3 separate regions of the Sus scrofa genome follow, and all the other regions are linked to region 1. A link is a contact called in public Hi-C data. All regions are on one chromosome and are shown on one strand. Each heading gives the region's core, a stretch centred on a gene start, on an enhancer-like site or on the middle of the called end of the contact. The rest is flanking DNA. Distances are from core to core; before and after follow the strand shown. Region 1 has its middle 47 kb from the start of ABCG2. Region 2 holds the start of HERC6 (probable E3 ubiquitin-protein ligase HERC6). Region 3 overlaps PKD2 (polycystin 2, transient receptor potential cation channel).

The links. A called contact is a pair of places that touch in the nucleus more often than the background predicts.
Region 2: a contact with region 1 is called in a Hi-C map of retroperitoneal adipose tissue, with 5 times the contacts expected there. The contact joins the promoter of HERC6 here to the enhancer-like site in region 1. A contact is called at or near these places in 5 of 5 promoter capture datasets (fetal liver, fetal skeletal muscle, liver and 1 more), 31 of 47 Hi-C or Micro-C datasets (adipose tissue, alveolar macrophages, blood and 15 more) and 2 of 2 datasets of contacts at active chromatin or transcription factors (alveolar macrophages and skeletal muscle).
Region 3: a contact with region 1 is called in a Hi-C map of retroperitoneal adipose tissue, with 2.1 times the contacts expected there. The contact joins two enhancer-like sites. A contact is called at or near these places in 1 of 5 promoter capture datasets (liver), 11 of 47 Hi-C or Micro-C datasets (alveolar macrophages, blood, embryonic fibroblasts and 4 more) and 2 of 2 datasets of contacts at active chromatin or transcription factors (alveolar macrophages and skeletal muscle).

Annotation. Positions count from the first base shown.
Region 1 is chr8:130,804,646-130,808,320 of Sscrofa11.1, forward strand. No RefSeq gene overlaps it. Among named protein-coding and RNA genes, the nearest start is that of ABCG2, 47 kb to the right of the region's middle. Within about 2 kb of position 2,131, at least 13 of the 83 cell types and tissues checked have an H3K27ac peak or open chromatin away from gene starts, as enhancers often do. A contact at or near this core is called in adipose tissue, alveolar macrophages, retroperitoneal adipose tissue and 1 more, where this site is marked.
Region 2 is chr8:130,663,492-130,667,099 of Sscrofa11.1, forward strand. It overlaps HERC6 (probable E3 ubiquitin-protein ligase HERC6), which reads right to left and starts at 2,100. Exons shown (of 22, transcript XM_021100765.1): 1 at 1,279-2,100. The coding sequence starts at 1,477.
Region 3 is chr8:131,035,472-131,039,022 of Sscrofa11.1, forward strand. PKD2 (polycystin 2, transient receptor potential cation channel) reads right to left here. Exons shown (of 15, transcript NM_001245979.1): 4 at 1,595-1,845. Among named protein-coding and RNA genes, the nearest start is that of PKD2, 22 kb to the right of the region's middle. Within about 2 kb of position 1,575, at least 2 of the 83 cell types and tissues checked have an H3K27ac peak or open chromatin away from gene starts, as enhancers often do. A contact at or near this core is called in retroperitoneal adipose tissue, where this site is marked.

The sequences.
Region 1 (3,675 bases), core at 881-3,380:
GGCCAGGGATCAAACCAGTGTCCTCCATGGCTACCAGTCCATAACTAGAGTTTGTTACCTCTGAGGCACAGCGGGAACTCCGGGTTTGCTAACATTTTGCTGAGAATTTTTATATCCCTATTCATCAGGGATATTAGCCTTTAATTTTCTCCTTTTGTGGCGTCTTTTCTTTTGCTGTCAGGGTGGTGGGCTCAAGATGAGTTAGGAAGTCTTGCCTTCTCTTCAGTTTGGGGAATATTTTGAAAAAGATAGGTATTAAATCTTCTTTGAATGTTTGATAGAATTAATCTGCCACCTGGCCCTGGACTTTTGTCGTGGGGAGCTTTTTAAGTACTGTCCCGGTCTCTGTACTAGGGATTTGTCTGCGCCTTCATTGTCGCTTCTTGTTGCTCCGGGGTGATTGCTGCCTTGCTTCTGCCGGAGCCATTGTTCCTCGGATGGTGGGCTCTTTCCTTGCGTCCAGGATCCCTGAGACACAGGCTTTGCAGTGGGGGGAGGGGAACAGTGTAGGGGGAGCCAGGGTCCCACAGGCATCTCTGCCATGTGTGGTATAAGGTTTGGGGGCTCTGCCACCGCGGATGGAGGTGGGTCTTGGGAGCTTCAGCAGCTAGAGAAACAGGGTCACAGGTACCACTGTCACTGCTGCCCAGTTACCTGTGGCCATGGGTACCAGTGCTGTTGGGAGGCTGGAGTCACATGTGTCAGGTCCTGTCCTGCTACTCAGTTCTCTGAAGCTGTGGGCTCTGCTGCCACAATCAGAAGACGGGATTGCAGGCATGACCCTTCTGTTCCCTCAGTTATGCCTCTGTTTCCAGCCTACTCAGCTTTAGGTGTGCAAATATGTGGCATCCTCTGGTGTCCTGTTGTGTTGGGCAGAGGCACCTTTGTTGAGTCGTGGGTGTTTTATTGGTTGTAGATTGAAGGGAAGAGACAAATGTTGTTTTTCACTCTACCATGTTTCTGATGTCACTCCTACTTCTCTTTTCTTAGTTAAACAGGAAATAAGGTTACCAGCTGAGAATGACTATAGGTGAGGAGACAGAAGAAACCAGGACTTGTTGAAATAGGAAAATAGAGAAGTGAATGGGCTAGGGAAACATAGTGTGAGCTGCGAGGCACCGCTTGGGCTCCCAGCATTAAGATTTGAGATCATGGACTTCCCGTCATGGCTCAGTGGTTAACAAACCTGACTAGCATCCATGAGGTCACAGGTTTGACCCCTGGCCTTGCTCAGTGGGTTCAGGATCCAGCATTACTGTGAGCCGTGGTGTAGATTGCAGATGTGGCTTGGATCCCACATTGCTGTGGCTGTGATCTAGGCTGGTAGCTGTAGCTCCGATTCGACCCCTAGCCTGGGAACCTCCACATGCCTCGAATGTGGCCCTAAAACACACACACACACAAAAAAGATTTCTGATCATGAATTTAAAAAATCAGATATCTGATTTTTTACCATAATTGTTTTTATGTGTTTTTCTCCACCCACATTCAGCTGCAAGGATGTAGGCGCAGAGTAGGGGAGATTTGAATTTAACTAGAGATTCTGGTTTTGCCCAGCAAGTGGCAATGCAGAAGAGGGGCAAGGGAGTTGAAAGTGTTTGCAAGGGTGTTAGCATAAGAAATGATCATGGAATTTCAGCTGATATGGAGATGAAAGGAAGCAGTAGGGGACAGGGCATAGTGAACTATTAGTCAAGGTAATGGTTATAGGGCTTTGGGGCGGGGGTTGTGGGAGTTGGATTCCCAGAGGTAGCGAGGTGGAAAGATGGGAAAAGGGGGTCAGAGAGCAAGGTCCATGAGATGAGATGGGTGATGACAGCGTCTGTGGCATGAGCTGGGAGGGCATAGCTGAGGCAGAGCGAAGAACAGGAAGATCAGAGGGGAGAAGTTCAAGGTTGGCAGAAGCCAGTGGGCTGGAAAAATAACCTGTGTGTATAGTGAACTCACAAGAAGTGAGACGGGGGAGAGTTAGAGAGAGTGACAGTGTGCCAGCTACTGATAAACGGGAGAAGAGGTCCTGGAGTCCGCAGAAAGCAGCACCCATGAAGAGCAGTCGGCGATCCAGTCTGATGCCACGCGGAGATGAGGAGGCCAGTTGGTAGATGATCCACTTGGGATGTTCGCATCTTGCGGCGGTTTCTTCTCTCAGAATAAGCGACGTGAAATTCCCCAGTGGAACCTGAAGGAAGACTCTTGTTTCTAGAATGGCTTTTCGTACTCTCGTCACAAGAGGGCACCAGCCTCTGGCAAAGGATTGTTTCTGTTTTTCATCTCAAGCGGGGGCAACCGTCTTTACTTCGGAGGATGAGAGGAGCACAATTAAAAGATACTTGGAGCAATACGTTTAAGCTGGGCTCTTCCTCTGCAAACCGGGACACGAGCTCACACGCTGCCTGGCACAATAGAGCACAGCCAGGTTAATTATGATCTAGCTCTACGCCAAAGGCTCTCATTCCCTCAAATCATGACACAGAGTAGAAGGAGAAGTGACCCAGCTGGCTTTTATCTTGGAGATCAAGAAGGACTTTCTCCTCCACCCAGTTCCCTAGTGATTTGTATTGTCTATCCTGTTTTTCCCCTCAGTGCAATCCTGGTTTGACTATATCCTCAAGAGAATTGCTTTATTCCTCAGAATAAGTAATATGTCTTGGTCATTTGAAAGTGGTCTAATACTGTTCTTTGAATTCCCATAGTTCTTTTCTGCCTCTTTTATCTTCTATATTATGTGATAATTATTCCTATGCTTGTTTTATTTCTTCTTTTAGACATGATTTACACGCTGAGGAGATTAAAATACAGATAGTAAAGATGGCTGTTTTTTTTGGCGGGGGTGGGGAGTTCCTGTTGTGCCTCAGCAGGTTAGGAACCTGACCTGGTGTCCATGAGGAGCTGTGTCTGATCCCCCTCCTCACTAAGTGAGTTAAGGATCTGACGTTGCCTTGAGCTGTGATGCAGGTTGCAGATGCAGCTCAGATCTGGCGTTGCTGTGGCTGTGGCGTAGGGTGGCAGCTGCAACTGTGATTTGACCCCTAGCCTGGGAACTTCCATATGCCACAGAGGCAGGCCCCCGCTCCCCCCCCCCCCCCCCGCAAAAAAAGAAAGAAAACGGCTATTTTTTTTTCTTCTTCTAGTTTTATTGAGATATTACTGACATCTAGCACTGTATGTCTGAGGTTTACAGCATAGTGGTTTGATTTACATACATCATGAAGTGTTATGACAAAAAGTTTATCATCTCAAATGGGTACAAGATTCAGGAGTCATCTTATTATCATAAGCTCGAGTATGGTTGAAAGGGGATGGTTGTAAATAACAAAAGATGCTCCTGTCACTCAAGACATTACAAGAGTTTTAGAAGCTGTGTCAGGAACCGAGGACAAAGACCAAATATATATTTCTTACTGTATTTCACATGTCACTCTTGAAAACAGACCATCAGCTTCTAGGCACCTGGAGAATCTGAGGATGGGGGTTGGTTGCCTGAGAAACCAACCATATGATTGGAAGGTTGAACTTTCAGCCTCACCCCCCAACCTCCAGGGAGGGGAGAGGACTAGAAGTTGGGTTCATCAGCAGTGACCAAATATATAATCAATCATGCCTTACATAATGGAACCTCCATAAAACCCTCTAAATGATGGAGTTCAGAGAGTTTCAGGGTTGAACACGTCAGGG
Region 2 (3,608 bases), core at 850-3,349, 140 kb before region 1:
ACTCTCAGAGCCTAGAATGTTAGGTGACAACTTAAATTTTATTTTCAAAAAATTCATAATAAAAGGTAAACATGGGAGTTCCCATTATGGCTCAGTGGTTAGCGAATCCGACTAGGAACCATGAGGTTGCGGGTTTGATCCCTGGCCTTGCTCAGTAGGTTAAGGATCCAGTGTTGCCGTGAGCTGTGGTATAGACTGCAGATGTGGCTCAGATCCTGTGTTGCTGTGGCTGTGGCGTAAGCCGGCGGCTACAGCTCCAATTAGACCCCTAGCCTGGGAACCTCCATATGCCAAGAGAACGGCCCTAGAAAGGGCAAAAAGACCAAAAAAAAAAAAAAAAAGGTAAATATGTTCATGATATTATGTTTCGTGAAAAAGCAACTTACAGTTATATAAGCTCTGCATATATAAAACTGTATAATGACAAGATTTTATAAAAATCAAAAATATAATAAAAAAGGGCAAAATAGAAATGCATCAAAATATTAGGAGTTGTCTTCTGGTGTTAGAATTATTAGTGATTTCTCTTTTTGTTGTTGTTGTTAGTGATTTCTCTTTTTGTTTGTTGTTGTTGTTTGTTTGTTTTTGCTTTTCAGGGCCGCACCTTCTGCATATGGAAGTTCCCAGGCTAGGGGTTGAATCAGAGCTGCAACTGCCAGCCTACACCACAGCCACAGCAATGCAGGATCCCAGCAGCGTCTGCAGCCTACACCACACATCACTGGCAACTCCAGATGCTTAGTCCACTAAGTGATGGAACCTGCATCCTCTTGGATCCTAGTGGGGGGGTTGTAACCACTGAGCCGGGACGGGAACTGCAATGATTAGCGATTTCTTTCCCTATTTTTCTACAATGATAGTAAAATCGCTACCACATATATTTACATAATACATATGTTAACTACTATTAGGTACATTAATTTTAGGGAAAAAAGAGGCCCTACAGTAATTCTGAGGGAGTTACAGGTGCCCAAAGCACAAAGCACGTTTGGAAAGTTACTCTGTTCAGATAGATTCGCGCAGGTAAGGACTGGTCTCGAAAGGCAACTTTGCTCAGAGGCAGGCAGTCCAATTTAGTTTGGCTTTCAGTTTCCTTTTGAAAATAAAACTACTAGAAACCGAAACAAACCCGAGGCTCCTCGGGAAAACGAAACTGGTGAGTTGCGCTCTGGCTGCGCGGAGCACCGTTCTCCCGGCTCCTATGGCCAGGCGGACCCAAGGCTCCCAGCCCCGCCACCTGCCTGACCCCGCGCCCCGCACCTGCGTCCCGGCGCTCACCTGGTCGCTCCCCGCGCTGCACGCCCTTCCGGCCCAGCTGGCCGTGGCTGTTGTCCCCGCACGACTGGACCGCGCCGTTGCTCAGCAGCAGCAGAGAGTGCCGCTCCCCGCTGGCCGCCTGCAGCAGCGCGTCGCCTCCCGGGCCCGCCGGCCCCGGGTTCTGCGACCTGGGGCGGTCCCCGCTCCAGCAGAAATACATCGCGCTCCCGCACACAGCCGCCTGCCCGAGTCCTTGCGCTCCTGCCCGCTCGGCCAGCAAGTCAGACGGATGTGCGCTGACTTTCCGGAAAACACCAGGCTAAGTGAACCGCGCCCTTGCTGAAAGCGCGCTGGGGTCCAGCTCGCTCCCCGCCCTCTGTCCCCAGCACTGCCCCGGCACTCGTCATCCCGACGCCTCCCCACGAACCGCTTTCGGAATCAAACGTAAGCCGGCAAGTGCTAAGGAGCAGAGGGACCCCAAAAGAAAAGCGTCTGGATTTGCATCCTAGCTAAGCCGTTTACAAGCTGTGCGACTCTGAGCAAGATACTTAACGATTCTGTGCCTCCGCTACCATGCCAATGAAATGTGGACAGTAATACAGCAAATCTAACATAATTTAATAGATAATATTGTGTTGGAATAATGCCTAGAGTACTTAGTAAAAGCATCAGCATGCCTCTTCTAGACTGTTTTTGGCACTGAAAGTGCAAAATCCTCGTGATGCTTGTATTCATTCTCCTGTTTACATGCAAATAAACAGTAAAATGTCAAGTGGCCACATGAAGAAAAATAAAACAGTAAAGGAACAGAGGATAGGGACAGAAAGAATTAGCGTTTTTGATAAGATATCAGGGAAGGGCTCTCTGATGAAGTGACATTTGAGCAGAGAGCCAAGGGCCTGGGAAAGGAAATGAGTGAAATGAGTCATGTTCATATCTGGGATGAAGGGTGAAGTGGAGCATTTGGAGACTTTTGAGCAGAGAAGTGATATGATCTTTAACTTTAAAAGAATTACTCTGGGAGTTGCCGTCATGGCTCAGCAGTTAGCGAACAGACTAGCATCCATGAGGACGCAGGTTCAATCCCTGGCCCCACTCAGTGGGTTAAGGATCCGGTGTGGCCGTGAATTGCGGTGTAGGTCACAGACACTGCTCAGATCTGGCGTGGCTGCGGCTGTGGCTGTGGCACAGGCCGGTGGCTACAGCTCTGATTCGACCCCTAGCCTGGGAACCTCCCTATGCCGCAGGTGCAGCCCTAAAGAGCAATAAATAAATAAGTAAGTAAATAAATAAATAAATTTATTTTAAAAAATCACCTGGAGAACAAAACTGTAAATGTAATGTGCAGTTTCTGTCCCCAGTACTAAGTACAGTGTGTGCCACAGTAAAAGAACTCAAATGTCAGCGAGATAGTGAATAAAGAAATAGAGAAAATTCTAGAAAAAGTAGAATTCTCAGTTGACTGTGTTCACGCACTTGGAAACCGTAGCTCCCATCTATAATCATGTTTACCATGGGTTGACTAATTTATATAAAATATCTAATTTGATTCTTTCAAGGGGTTTTCTCAGTTAAGGTTCTGTGGGTTGCGAGTGACGGAAAACATGACCTAAGTTCGCCTAAGCAAAAGGGAAATTTACTGGTAGATTGTATTGTTATTATTCAAAAATATTTGCTGTCCTCTCCACCCTGTGGCGTCAAGTTGGAGCATGTGAATTTGCTCTGGCCAATGGCATGCAAGCAGGAAATGTCTTCCAGGCAGACCATTTAAGAGCCAGTACTTGGCAGACACTGTAAGTCGACTATGGTGGAAAAAATAAAAATCATTTTCAAAAGGGCCAGTTCTTATTTTCCCTACTCTCTTTTTTCCTCCATGACAATAATTGGTGATTTTCTAGATAGAGATTGTTCCATCATTCTGGGTCCCAGGTCAAAACAAAAAAAAAACAAACAAGCTTCAACAGGGTTGCAGCTAATCGATGTACTATAAATGAGAGAGAAATCTTTGTTCTTATAAGCCCCTGAGCTTTTGGGGGGTGTTCCTTAGCCTCTTCTGACGGTCACATAACGGAGACGCCTGTCGGCACGGCTGATTTCAGGAAGTGCTGTCAACAAGGACTGTCAACACAGTTCTGATCGTGTCACTTAACTTTTTGCAGGGTGGTCGGCCTAATGGTATGGAATGATAAACGCAAAATCTTCTGTGTGTAATTTAAGGCCCTCTGTGATTCGCTGGTAACTGCAATTTCATTCATTCATTCTCTCTCTCCCTTTCTCTCTGTCTCTGTCTCTGTCTCTGTCTCTCTCTCTCTCTCACACACACACACACACACACACACACAGTTTACTGT
Region 3 (3,551 bases), core at 325-2,824, 230 kb after region 1:
TGAACAAAACTGCTGGCAGCTTCCAAGAGAGATGTCGACAGCCAGGGCTTAAGCTTGAAGGGGTGAATTGACGGTAGGGCGGTGGCCAGTGAAGACTATGCTTTGAGAGGTCTGGGGTTGAAGGGAAGGCGAAATGGGAGTACCTCAGAGCCTGGCAAGACCAGGGATGCTTTAGATACACACTGGAAGAATCCCTTTTGCAGCCCAGCCTGCAGAAGGAATCACTTACTCACTGTGCATCCAACAGATAGTGGATGTTCCAGGCATTGTTCGAAGCCTCAGAAATACAGCAGTGAACAAAGCAGGGTCCCCGCCCTCGAGAATCCTGAATTCTGATGGGAAGCGGAGGGCAGAAGCAGCCACCCCAGCGACATAATTCATATGGAAGAAGTAACATAGAAGAAATAGGGGTTTTGGAGTCAGGCGGGTTACATCCCAGCCTGGTTCGCTTTTCTAGCAGTGACACTTTGGGTAAGTGAGCCTCTGTTTTTCATCTATAACACGGAGCTGAGATCCCTTTCACAGTTGTTTTATGAAAAGTAGAGGAGATTCAGTTCTTAAATAGCATCCGGCAGGGCGCAGAGGCTGCATAAATCTCTTTTTGGTGACACGCTAAGAGATAAGCGCAAGCTACTGCTTTGCTGAAACTAGAAAAAGGAGCACAAGAGACCAAAATCACTATCATGACCTGGAAAAAACGTCTTTTGAGACTCAGCTTCTTTACTCTAAACCTTCTGATGTTTACGAAGTTTGTTTCTTATAGGGCTGCGTACTAAAAAGGGTGTGTCCTGGATGGCAGGCAAAGAATCTGAATCAGAAAAAGGGTTTGCCCCCCACCGTGTGTTCACCAATCTGGATTCCCATGTCTCAGTTCCCGAGAAAGGGATCTAGAGGTGAAAGAACTGGCTCAGCCAAGCTTAAAAGACAGTTCTAACCACAGTGACTCCTTCGGGACAGGTGCCTGAAAGGTCCTCCTTGGGACAGCCTGAGAGATGGTCTCATTTTTTTATAATAACTATAGTCACTCCAGAAATAATGACTGTCTTCCTTCACACACAAGATGTTTTAAGTATGGTTACCAAAGAGCAGCCCAAATGCCTGCCAACACGCACAATGCAGATGCGCGCTCAAAAATCACAAACACACGTCTGAGGACAGACGTTAAACCAGACAGTGACGCCTGCCTCACACGCTTACCATACACTTTAAATAACTGGACTCTGAACACAAAATTTCTTTCTAAGCGCCGATAAAAAAGAATTTCTGTCCCAGAAACTTTTCCAGTGACAACCTAGCGAACCATGTGACTGCATCTATAGAAACAGGATGGAGGCCTCGTAAACCTTCAAACCTTCGAAAGCTCAAGAAGCTTCTTTCCTACGGGTCACAGAGGCAATGATTTAGCCTTTTGCAAAATACGTACGCAGAAGCTGAAAGGGGGTAGACGGTGTAGAAAACCTGGGACACTGACGTTTGGCCAGAGCCTTAACAATAAGCACTGGCAGCATCTCCTCCCTGGGGAAGGGGCTGGAGAATGAAAGGTCGGAGCATCTCTGAGAGGCCAGGGCCCGCGGCCAGAGCCACCGACACTTACGCGGTTCCATTTCTTGGACCAAATGGAGCCCTGTCCTCACTGCTGACGGAGTAGACGTCGTAGCACTCTTTAATCTCATCTCTCAAGTCCTGGGGGATGGAACAGGATCCATTTCTGACTCTCAGCTGCCGTATACGAGGAACCCCTAACAGAAGGTTCTCGTAGTAGATGAAGCTTCGGTTATGGGCTTCCGTTCCGTTGCTGGGCTGTGTCTTCCAGTAGAGCCCGTCCAACAAGGCGCCTTCTGCGAACTAAAAGCAAAGGAAACATTTTTGAGAGGCTCCCAGCTCAGAGGCCGCCTTGCTCCTTCCTGGAAGGTCTGTGTCACCAAGAGCTCAGCAACTGCGTGAACCTGGTAGCATGACAAGGGTGGGTCTTGCTGTCAGAGGTGTGGGTGGATCCTGCCCCGTCATTGTCTTGGTAGCTGGGAGGCCCTGAGCATCTGCAGTGTCTATCCTTTGTAGGGTTGTTACTCCTGACACAGTGTGGGGGCTTCATAAATGGTAACTCTGATTTTCAGTCTGGTTCTAAAGGCTGGGGAGAGGGTGCCGTTTGCATAAATCCATAACCATGATCAATTTCACCTTCCCTCATTAAAACAGCAGCCCTCACAGTCATGGCTCGCGACCATTAGAGAAGAAAAGACTATATAGTTTTGATGACCCATCTGCTATCTGGTGGATTTGTGTGTGTGTGTGTGTGTGTGTGGTCTTTTTAGGGCTGCATCTGTGGCACATGGAAGTTCCCAGGCTAGAGGATGAATCGGAACTGCAGCTGCCGGCCTATGCCAGAGCAACACCGGATCCGAGATGCGCCCGCCACCTACACCACAGCTCACCGCAAAGCCAGAGCCTTAACTCCCTGAGTGAAGCCAGAGATGGAACCTACATCCTCATGGATTGCTGGTCAAATTCGTTTCTGCTGCGCCTCAACAGGAACTCCTGCTGGATCTTTCCACTGTCTGGACTATTTTTTCCCACGGTGAATGCTCTATCCCCTCTGCCCCTCCATTTACACAGCGTGGCACGCTATCACGGAGCCGTGTGGGTGGGAGAAGTCTCTCCTTCATTGGTCTAAGGGGGAAAACAGACCCAGCTGTTTCTCAGCGCTTCATCCTGATGAGATGATCAATAGTGATCTGTCCCCTTGGGGTGGGAAAAATTCATATTCTGCAAGTGTGGTTTTGGATGCCAAGTATTTTCAGGCATTCGTTGGTATATTGAGGTTCTTGTAATCCAGTTCCTCGGACTTTAAAAACAACAGCTCTGACCTCAGGGTTTAATAAAAATTTCAGAAGGAATTTCCCCAGGAAGAAGCAATCATTTCCAGCTTCTCTCCCCATTTTTTTAGATTCTGAGCCTATCTCCCCGATCAGCTGAATATTTCTCCTATGGTATCTCTCACTGCCGTTTCTCTATTATTCTGTTGGCATTTGTGACAATTTGGAAAGGGACTGGGCTGAATTTTACATTAGAGGTCTTTGAAAGAATGTGCCTGCCTTGCATCAGGTACTGCTCTTGGGTACATGCCACCATCAACAAAGAGACAGAAACAAAGCAAGACAAAACAACCATATTCTGCCCTCATGGACCTTACATCCTAGGAGTTACGTGACAAACATTTATTGGGCCATGAGTGACTGAATGCAGGATAAACTAGGGTGAGGGCGTATCTGTCAGGCTAAAAGTCCATTTTCCTTATTCTTTAGGCATGGTAGGCACTCTGCATCTTAACTTCTTCATTTACAACCTGGGGCAGAATATTGGTACTCACCTGATTAAGTGACAGTGGAGGTTAAATAAGGTAAGCTATGAAACAAAGCACCTGCCGGGTTCTCGCTGGAAGCACCAACAACTCACCAGAGCATCTGCCCCCATGTTAAGTGAGTAGAACCAGGACCTGGAGATACCGCTGAACTGAATTTACAAAGGCCAATGAACAAGTTTCAGGGATACAG